Regions from separate parts of the Mus musculus genome. Here regions 1 and 3 are each linked to region 2. Evidence: chromatin contacts called from public Hi-C and promoter capture Hi-C data. All regions are on one chromosome and are shown on one strand. Each heading gives the region's core, a stretch centred on a gene start, on an enhancer-like site or on the middle of the called end of the contact. The rest is flanking DNA. Distances are from core to core; before and after follow the strand shown. Region 1 holds the start of Eif5a2 (eukaryotic translation initiation factor 5A2). Region 2 holds the start of Mrpl47 (mitochondrial ribosomal protein L47). Region 3 holds the start of Mccc1os (methylcrotonoyl-Coenzyme A carboxylase 1 (alpha), opposite strand).

Region 1 (3,094 bases), core at 29-2,528, 4.0 Mb before region 2:
GTAACTGTTAATAGTTGGGAAGGTCTGGCTGGGTGTAAGGTAGGGGTGAAAAAGAGGGCTGATGACCAAAAGGCACAGAAAATTTTGGAACGTGATAATATTCTACTATATCCTGACAATGGAGGTGATCGTACATCTGATTTCCTTTTTCAAGCCTCTTAAATCTTATTTCATATATATTCTAACATTAACCTTAGTTTAAACAAAAACTTTAGTAGTCAAGATTTAATAATAGAGATGAAACAGTACACTATGTAATTCTTACTTAAGTATTAGCAGGAGCAATAGTAACAACAACAATAGGGAAAAGCAGAGGGAACTCAGAAGCCAGGGGTCCTAATTCGGCTCTTTCTGTAACAAGAGGCAGAGTTTACTTTATGGAAGCCATGTGCTTATTGCTTCTAGACAACACAAATGAAATGTGTTCTGCATATACGTGTAAGTGACTATGAGACTAGATTTGTTTATAGGACAGCAATACCAAATCACTGAACAACATGAACTGGGTTGTGGGGTGGTCAGTTAATTACCTTGATTCTTTCCAAGGTGAGAGATGAAGCTATGATAAAACTGTGAAAGGAAAGCACACTTCTCGAGAATCTTTGTCTTTAATCATTTAACAACAAAAACAAAAACAAAACCTCAAACTCTAGGGCACACCGATGCCAGGAAGATCAAAGGTCACCGTAGAGTCTCGGGTACATGGGATTTCCCGCCCCTGAGAACACTGCTGACTTCACCAGCACCTCGTCATAGTGTCTGGAGTCCTCTGAGGATCTACAATGCAGAATCATGAAATAGCATACCACACCTAGCACTCTTCGAGCTCCAAGCACGGATTCCAGCCCCAAGGAGGGCTGCAAGCTGTACCAGAAGCTTGAATCAAAGTTCCACTCCACCAACACTCGGGACTCTTGCAAAATCAGCAGGACTTGAGAGTTTGAAGACCATTAAGTGACAGCATCCACGCACCTGCGTGCTAGGGCCCAGAGCAAGCTACCTGGTCCTAATAGTCGTCCCCAAGGTCAACTGGGCGCCGAACTGAAGATGAGGATGCATCTCGCCCGGGAACACTGCGAAGCTTCAAACAGTCGACTGCAGGCAGCTCTGCACGCCGGAAGTGCACTAATCCGCAGCACGTGGGGTTGCCAGGGCGAGCTTCACGTGACGGGGCGGGACCTCGGGAAGCTTCGAGCCAATGGGCGACCTGGAGGCGGGGCCTGTGGCGCGCCGGGGCCTATCCCGGAAGTGTGGTCGCGGCGGGGCGGGCCCGGGCTGGGCGGGCCGGGGCGGGGAGCCGGGTGTGGGAAGCGTGGCGGCCCCGCCCCGTCTCCTGGACCAGCCGCGGCCGCCAGCGCCGCCGCAGCCGCAGGGACCGGCGGACGCAGCAAAGGCGTGCGGTGCGGGGCCGGAAGGTGAAGACCTGGGGCCGGGTCGGCGGGGCGGCGGGGGATGCAGCCGGTGATGCTGGGGTCCGGGCGAGGGGAGGAGCCGAGATGCTTGGGAACTGGAGGGCGGCAAGCGCGGGACCGCCGGAGCTAGGGCCCTTTACCGCTGGGCCGAACCGGGATGCCAGGGCGGCGCCGCTGCGGGTCCTAGGCGCACTGAGGGCCAGGTGCAACCGGCCGGGTGCTCCTGTCCCAGTCTTCCCCGAACCTGCGGCCTGGCTGATACCTTGGCAGCGGGGATGGGACGGAGGGAGGCGCCGGGCCCCGCATCCCGGCGCAGGAAGGTCGTGGGCACTTCTTGCGGTGGGGTGGTGGGGACTGGACCTGCCGGCTGGGCGCTGGTGTCGCCTTCACTCTCCGGCGAGCTCTTCTGCGGCTCCTTTCCCCACCTCCCACCAAGGGCTGGAAAAGTTTTCAGAGGCCTGAATGGCAAAGTATACTCCACTCAGAGTGGGTGTTCTATAAATGCAAACATAACGGGCTAGTGATGCTCGGCTACCTGTCTTCAAAATGAGACATAACCCCGCCTGCATGCCGGTTATTAAAACGCAAACAAACTTTTCGCATAGTTCCCTCAGAAAAACCGCACATCTCCCCAGTCCACCATGGCAGACGAAATTGATTTCACTACTGGAGATGCAGGGGCTTCCAGCACTTATCCTATGCAGTGCTCAGCCCTGCGCAAAAACGGCTTCGTCGTGCTCAAAGGGCGACCATGCAAAATCGTGGAGATGTCAACTTCCAAGACTGGGAAGCATGGTCATGCCAAGGTAGGCCCTTCCAAGTCATTTTTTGGCTTCACCGTTAAGATCATTCGTGTTCCATTCTACATCGTGAGGTTTCTATATTGAAAAATAACTTTTTTTCCTTCCCCTCAGTCTCTTGAATGGTCAGACATTACTCTCAGTAAAGCTCTCCATTTAATCGGACCCTTAGAATGTTTCATTAACTGGAAACTAAAACTTTTTTAAATCCGTGTTTAGTAGAAACAAGCCTGTTCTTCTAATTCTAAGAGACTTGGTTTTCACTTTCTGTGGACTCTTGTTAATTGACTTGCTGACGTGTGTGGTGTGTTGAGTTTTGATGCCATGAAACTGTTCGGGTTTTGGGTACTTACTGAATCTCGTTCTGTGTCACTGCAACTTTTTTTAAAGAAAGTAAGATGACCTTGGAAGAGGTGAAAGGCTCCATTACAGTCAGAGCTGGGATTGTGCTGCTGTGTAGGGAGTGACATAGCTGACAGAGATTAAACATGTTTCCTGTGGTTCTCTCCTCTGTCAGGTACACCTTGTTGGAATTGACATTTTCACTGGCAAAAAATATGAAGACATTTGTCCTTCTACTCACAACATGGATGTTCCAAATATTAAGAGAAACGATTATCAAGTAAGTACTGATTTCTTTAACAGCATTTCAGAAGTGTATAAACACCCTCTTTAGTAGTAGTTTGACAAGACTTGAGAGTAGTTTTATAGAGTATATTCCTTACCAGTTACTAGACTCCACTTATCTTACAGATTAGAGAAATAGTGCTTTGTTTAGTTCTGTTGTTGTTGTTGTTAATATTCTGTGCCTTTTTCTGTTGTGAAGTAGGAGATCATAGGTCTCAGGCTGGCCTTGAACTCACTATTCAAGGATGATCTTCA
Region 2 (3,144 bases), core at 621-3,120:
CTTCCTCCACTGTAGCAACTAAATTTATGAACAGATCAAAACCATTCTGAACGTCAATGTGGCAACATTCAAAAGGCTCAATGCTCTCTCCTTTAATCCCGGAGTTCTGTGTCTGGAAACTTTTACACAATAGACACAGACACAACAGGCAGGAGCTCACCGGTGAAGATATCTACAAAGGCATTAAATTTGGTATTAAAGAGTTACATTAGTTACATAAACATACCATGCTTTATAGCTGCATGAAAATCTTATGCATAATTATATATATATTTAGAAATTATGTTTCTAAGAGCACTTAATGAACTGATAAAATGATCTTAAAACACAATGTAAAATGTTTCACAAGTGCTGTCTTCCAAACCAAGAGTATTTGACTGGAGTTTATGTTTGTTTTCCTGTGTACTGAGGATTAAGCCCAGGGCCTCAGGCATGCTAGGTACTCTACCACTGAGCTATGTCCATGACTCCTGACTTGAAACTAATTATGAAGAAATAAACAAAGCAAAACAAAACAAAACAAAATCCTACCCCAAATTGCCAGTGTGATGACAAAGGAAAAAAGAAACACTGGACGAATGGCAACTATTGCACTAAATGATCCTTCACTGGATCCTGAAGCAAAGAATGGAACTGAATGGAGACAATGAAGCGGAAAGAAAAAAGGGAAGGGATTAGTAGAGCAAGTCCTATTTTTATTTTGGATTATATGCTAAATAATAACACTGTATTCCACAGTGTGACCACAGGGTCATACTTAGTAAGGCAATGTCCTTGGGTCTATGATTGAATTTTGACCTCTGTCCAACAGTGCAGAAAAAGAGCATAAATCCAGGGATCTTGAAAAATGTGACAACTGTCAATGACTGGCTACTATGGGTTAAGGGTATATTTTGACTATTACTCTAATAATGTTTCTGTTGTCCTGGGGAAATGATGGAAAATCAAGTGTATACCTGCAACATTAAAAAAGAAACGGCAATGTGTTCTATGAATGCATAACTGGTTTTACTGTCTTCAAAATATTTTGCCTCTTTTCTGAGTGATAGGTATTCATTTTTTACAAAACACACACACACACACACACACACACACATACTGAAATAATTTCATTAACAAATTTAAGGTTTATGTATCTGAATGTTTTCCCTGCATATATGTGCACCATGTGTGTGCCTGATACCGTCAGAGGTCAAGGAAGGCATCAGATCAAGATAATGGAAGACGAAATCATTTATTCAAGTTTGCCACCCTGATCAAATTACAACTCTGCAAGGTTTTAAAAAGCTAATTTGCAAAGTTAGTGTAATAATATAGAAGAGACTGCTTCCTTCAATTAATCTGCTCTCTACTATTTCTAAAACTCGGCTCCCTGTTGGCAAGTGTCAGTGAAGAGTAAGCTGTCATTCTCACACTCGCAGACGCAGCTTCTGTTGCCGTAGCTACGCTCATCACTTAACATCTGCCGGACAATCTGTGTACAAAGACGCCGAGGGAAGCCTTCCGTTCACAGCTCAGGACTCCTCGGAAACCTCCCTCCCAACCGACCCAGCCCCAGGACACTGCGAGTCCGAGGAAGCACCGAGCAGCGGATGCTCCCACCGCCCGCGGCGACAGAACGCAGGAGGACTAGTGCGCCAGGATAGGCGACTGCAAGGTCACGCTCTCTGCCTCCGCGGTGGCCTGTCTAGAGCTCTGTTGCATCCTGCAAGAAGCGCCCAAAGGCGGAGGCAGTCATTTCTTCTCTCACCACTTACCCCGAGTGAGCAGCGTCCTTGGGATTTACTAGGGAACAAGCTGCCTTCAGGAACGCTGAGGCTCTTCTACAAATACCCACTAGACTGGTCGCAGCCATGTTTCTAATGGAGACCCACAGTGTCGGTGTCCACGAGGTCACTTCCGCTGGCGGCGTGAGGCAAGTGAAGCAAACAGGAACAGGCTTTGCCCTTACTAAACATGGCCGCTCCCACGGCTCTCGCTTCAATCTCCCAAGTCTGCCATAGAGTTTACAGGGCTCTCTTTGGGCGCCCCACCTACAATGTCGTCACTTTTGTCCGCCAGCGCCTGCCTGTGAAGCTCGCAGGAACGGGCCGCTGCCCTCACTCAATATGGCCTCCTCTAGCGTTCGCCCTCACTGGTGGATTGTCCCTCCCGGCTCCCTTAGCCCTCCCCACTTCCTTCCGTGGCCGGTGTAGCCATGGCGGCCATGAGCCTGCTGCAGCGGGCTTCGGTCTCCGCGCTGACAGCGCTGTCTTGCCGCCGCGCTGGTCCTAGACTCGGAGTCGGAAGTTTTCTCACGCGGAGCTTTCCGAAGACTGTCGGTGGGTGGCGGCCTCGGAGACGCGGGTGAGAGGTGGGAGGGCTGTTTCCAGGTGACCTTGGGGACCTCCGAGGGAGAGAGCGGGGACAAAGTCGGCCTGGGGCTCTCGTGTGAAGAGCTGCTGCAGATCGGATGGCCTTGTTTAAGCTCAGCGTTTGCGAAGCGCCTTGCCACGCCATGCTGGGCGCTGCTCCCTCGCTGCCAGGCTAGGCAGGCATGGAGCTGCTGCCCGCGTCTCCAAGGGCAACTGCACACACTTCGTTGTTGAGACAGGGTCTCGGGGATCCGAGGCTGCACTTGTCCCGGCTCCCGAGGGCTGGGATTGCAGGCTTGCACTGCGTCGCTGGGCTCAGGGCAGAATCAGGGTGCGTGGCACCTGCAGCTGGTTCCAACCCGCAGATAGGAAGTTGCTGAGAAGCGCACTGAAGTGAAGGCTGTCATGGTGTTCCTAGGCACGAGTGTAAAAAGGCTCCAGGTGACAGGCCCGTTAGGCACGGTAATAACTGTGTCCGTGGACCTCACAACATCATAGAAGGCCACGAAAATATTTTATGTTTGTTTTTTTTTTTAAAAGACTAGTGCGAGTGAATGTGTAAAGTTGGGTTCAGCCCAGATTGTATCTGCTGTATGTTAATGCAGTCATGCTTTTCATATGACCTGCGGGTCGCGACCCCTTCATAGGGGTCACCTAAGACCGTAGGAAAACACAGATGTTCACATTGTGACCCATAACAGTAGCAAGATTACAGTTATGGAGTAGCAGTGAAAATAATTTTATAGTTGGAGGTCACAACACAAAGAACTGCATTAAAGGGTTGCAGCAT
Region 3 (3,134 bases), core at 101-2,600, 3.3 Mb after region 2:
TCTCTTTTTCATTAATACCCTCCCAATGAGAAAACTTATACAGCAAGGAATAAGCTTTACAAATAGATGAATTTGAGTTTTAGAGGACCACAAACATGCTAGCCAAGTGCTTAACCTACAGCTCCCATTCCATACGAGGCAATCTTGAAGATACTGCCCGGTTTTAAAGTATACAATTTTCCCAAACAAGACCACGGTTATATAGAGACTTATGAGCTTAGTTCCTTCATGAAGCATAAAGATCACAGGCTACATTAGATATTATATGACTGCAACAATATGCATATACCCTTTACATGCAACTATGCAACCAGCAGGACTAGTATCTCCCAAGGGTCATGTGAGGAACACCGGAGGCTTAGCATCCTGGGAGGCACACTTTCTCAGATGCTGTCACTCTGGAGCCAACTGGGAAAACATCCATCTTTGGCGGGAGAGCTCTGCTTGATGGCTTCTTCAGAGACTGGTGCTCTTACAAATCTTTCCAATTCAGCCCACCCCACATTCTTGCTCTTCAAGGAGGAAAACTTAACTTTCCTGGTCTTTTAAAGGAATTTTTCAGCTTGGAGCATTGTTTTCCCCTCTGACCTCTCCAGGTAAGTTAGGGTTTAAGGCTTTTCCAGTCCTGCCTAAGAAATCACAGCTTTGTCATGTATCCAACCTGGGACCACTGATAGCCTAAAATGTTTTTTTTTTTTTTTTTCCTCTCAGCTAGTGAAGACTGAGTCAGGCAGTCAGACACACTCCTTAAGTGCAATCCTTTATCTTGACAATGTTCTGATTTCTCTATCCCATTTTTCAAAGCTCTTTTTGCTACATCTCAAAACATTTAAACATGACGAGTAAATTGCCTGCCAGGAGATAATTCACCAATTAAGACAGCCGCTATTCTCATGGGTAGAGTCTGACTAATCAAATTCTTTTCTCTGAGGTATTAGAGGAATCATGGCTGGTAAAAAGAAAGAAAAAAGAAAAGGTAAAATTCTCATGCTGGTAAGAGTTTTAATTTTAAAAACTATTAGCAGGATGACAGCTATAACTAAGCCTTGAGAGGAGAATGACTCTGTGGTATTCTTGGGAACCTAAGGAAATTCACAGGAAGAAAAACAGCACTAATACAACTTTCACCATCTTTCTTATTTAAAATATAGGGTGAAGACCTACATTTTAGTATTCACCGAAAATCCAGGGCATCGACCACTGTTTGTTGAATGGACCATGATGTGTTTAAATTTTTATCCACGTGTTGATTTGGACATACGAGGGGGTTAGTATCGTCTTTATATTACCTCTGCTAGATACAAGTATCATCACCTCCAAGCAGAAGAAACTGAAGCACGGATATTAGGTAACTCGACCAAGGTCACAGGTAAGCTGGGAACCCAACCTTCTGCAGGCAGTTCTTGCCCTTGGGCCAGTACGTTTTTCAGAATGCGAGGAGGTGATGATTATGGTGAAGTAATCTATCTACATGACTTGGGGTTTTCACTGTTGTCAAAGCGTGGAGCTTCGTTTCCAAAAGGATCCGGGGTAGTCATCTGCCAGCTTTGTTCAAACTTGTGAACAAGAGCGTTCGACAAAACTCACCCCTCATTAATTTGACTCTTCCCAGCAATGGGAAAGGTCTCTAGAAATCCTTCTCTGAACTGCACTCAAAATGAGGGAGCTAAGCTGAAAGCGACTTTGGGAAAGGGGTCCTGGTGCAAGCCTCTAGCTACGTATGCCATCTTCGGTTGCAGCACCGTGCGGGGTGCCCAGATCAGAAACCAGCCAAGGTGGCAGAGTCTGTAGGAAGAGCCAAAGACTGAAGTGGGACAGCGCCTACCAAAACTACACACAGGCACTTAAAGGGCTGCTCTCACGTGACCCAGCGCCTCGCATCCGGGCCGCGCACGGACCGGCAGTACCCCTGAGTCACCTCGGCTGCAGCAGCAGGATCGGGACCCGTCGCAACTGGTTCCTGTCCACCGCAGCCAACAACGCCGCCGCCGCCATCTCCGCGCTGTTCTGCTGGATTCCAAAAGCTGCTTGGCTTATTCTTGAAAGCGTCCCTCCCTGCGCAAGCTTCTTGTCCCCGATCCGCCACCGTAGCTCCGAAGAGCAAGTAGGCGTCTCCGCAAGAGCCAATCACAAAACTGGGTGTTTCAAGGTACCGATTGGCTGATTGGACCATGTGCCTGGGGGGTGGGGAGTGAACTGTGAGGGGCTGGGCTCCATCTGGAGGGGCGGGGCCAGGTTTTTTTTTTTTTCTTTTTTTTTTTTTTTAGCACAGAGCATGAGAGGAAAATGCACAGCCCCTCAAACCACCACTCAAGCAAAATGCAAGCTTTCTCACTAAACATCAGGAAAAAGGGGCAGTGGAAACTGCGTGGCAGGAAACAAAGACACAGTAAAAGCTATGTGTAGGTATTTGATACAGCTGAGGCAGAGCTCATATGGGGGAGAAAAACACAGTAAGTGAAACAGCCAATCGAAGGGTTATAAGTGCAAAAACTAAATGGGACGTAGTGGCGCATATTTGCAATCCCAGAAGCTGAAGCAGAAGGATTGTAGTAAGTGACAGGATTGACTAGACAGTGAGTCCCAGGCCAGCCTGAGCAATACGTTGAGGCTGTCCCTCAAAAACCAAAATAAATAAGATATGAAAAACAAACATAAATGCAGAAGGAAAACAAATGTAAAGAGGAATAAATTAGTGAAATCAGAAAACTAACACCAAAGGACAAATAAATCCAGGAACTAAGAAAATAATTAGAAATAAGGGGACACAAGTGGAAGCAGGAACATCAGGAGTTCAAGCCCATCCTAACCTGCAGACCAAGTTCGAGACCAGTCTGGGCTAGTAGTCCTGCACCTGTCTTTAAAATCTAAGATGTTTTCTTGAAAGATTCGAACTTTTAGAAAGTCTGGATACAAATTGGCTTGCTTGTGTATTTTCGAGAAGGTTCCTACTTATCTGGCCCATTGGCCAGCAAAAGAGAACCCATCCCTCTGGAGTTCACCAGAAATGAATTCCTTCCTTCAGGAAGGATATCTTATATTGAGTAAGTTTAGACTTTTATCGGTAGAGTCATCACATAGTTTCAAAACGTCCCTGGGAGTACTTGCCACTGGCTTTGTTTGTGTGGCTGGAT

The links. Promoter capture Hi-C pulls out the DNA fragments that hold promoters and counts their contacts. Hi-C and Micro-C count contacts between places; a contact is called where the count stands out from the background.
Region 1: a contact with region 2 is called in a Hi-C map of CD4 T cells, with 5 times the contacts expected there. The contact joins the promoter of Eif5a2 here to the promoter of Mrpl47 in region 2. A contact is called at or near these places in 1 of 39 promoter capture datasets (pre-B cells) and 1 of 484 Hi-C or Micro-C datasets (CD4 T cells).
Region 3: a promoter capture Hi-C map of pre-B cells shows a contact between it and region 2. The contact joins the promoter of Mccc1os here to the promoter of Mrpl47 in region 2. A contact is called at or near these places in 2 of 39 promoter capture datasets (liver and pre-B cells) and 3 of 484 Hi-C or Micro-C datasets (CD4 T cells, muscle stem cells and pre-B cells).

The regions. Positions count from the first base shown.
Region 1 is chr3:28,779,999-28,783,092 of GRCm38.p6, forward strand. Eif5a2 (eukaryotic translation initiation factor 5A2) reads left to right here and starts at 1,279. Exons shown (of 5, transcript NM_177586.6): 1 at 1,279-1,415; 2 at 2,018-2,218; 3 at 2,730-2,834. The coding sequence starts at 2,054. It overlaps 1700112D23Rik (RIKEN cDNA 1700112D23 gene), which reads right to left and starts at 1,124. Exons shown (of 3, transcript NR_166152.1): 1 at 973-1,124.
Region 2 is chr3:32,734,885-32,738,028 of GRCm38.p6, forward strand. Mrpl47 (mitochondrial ribosomal protein L47) reads right to left here and starts at 1,871. Exons shown (of 7, transcript NM_029017.2): 1 at 1,758-1,871. The coding sequence starts at 1,855. It overlaps Ndufb5 (NADH:ubiquinone oxidoreductase subunit B5), which reads left to right and starts at 2,179. Exons shown (of 6, transcript NM_025316.2): 1 at 2,179-2,321. The coding sequence starts at 2,198.
Region 3 is chr3:35,998,563-36,001,696 of GRCm38.p6, forward strand. Mccc1os (methylcrotonoyl-Coenzyme A carboxylase 1 (alpha), opposite strand) reads left to right here and starts at 1,351. Exons shown (of 3, transcript NR_029456.1): 1 at 1,351-2,149. Mccc1 (methylcrotonoyl-Coenzyme A carboxylase 1 (alpha)) reads right to left here and starts at 2,116. Exons shown (of 19, transcript NM_023644.4): 1 at 1,919-2,116. The coding sequence starts at 1,995.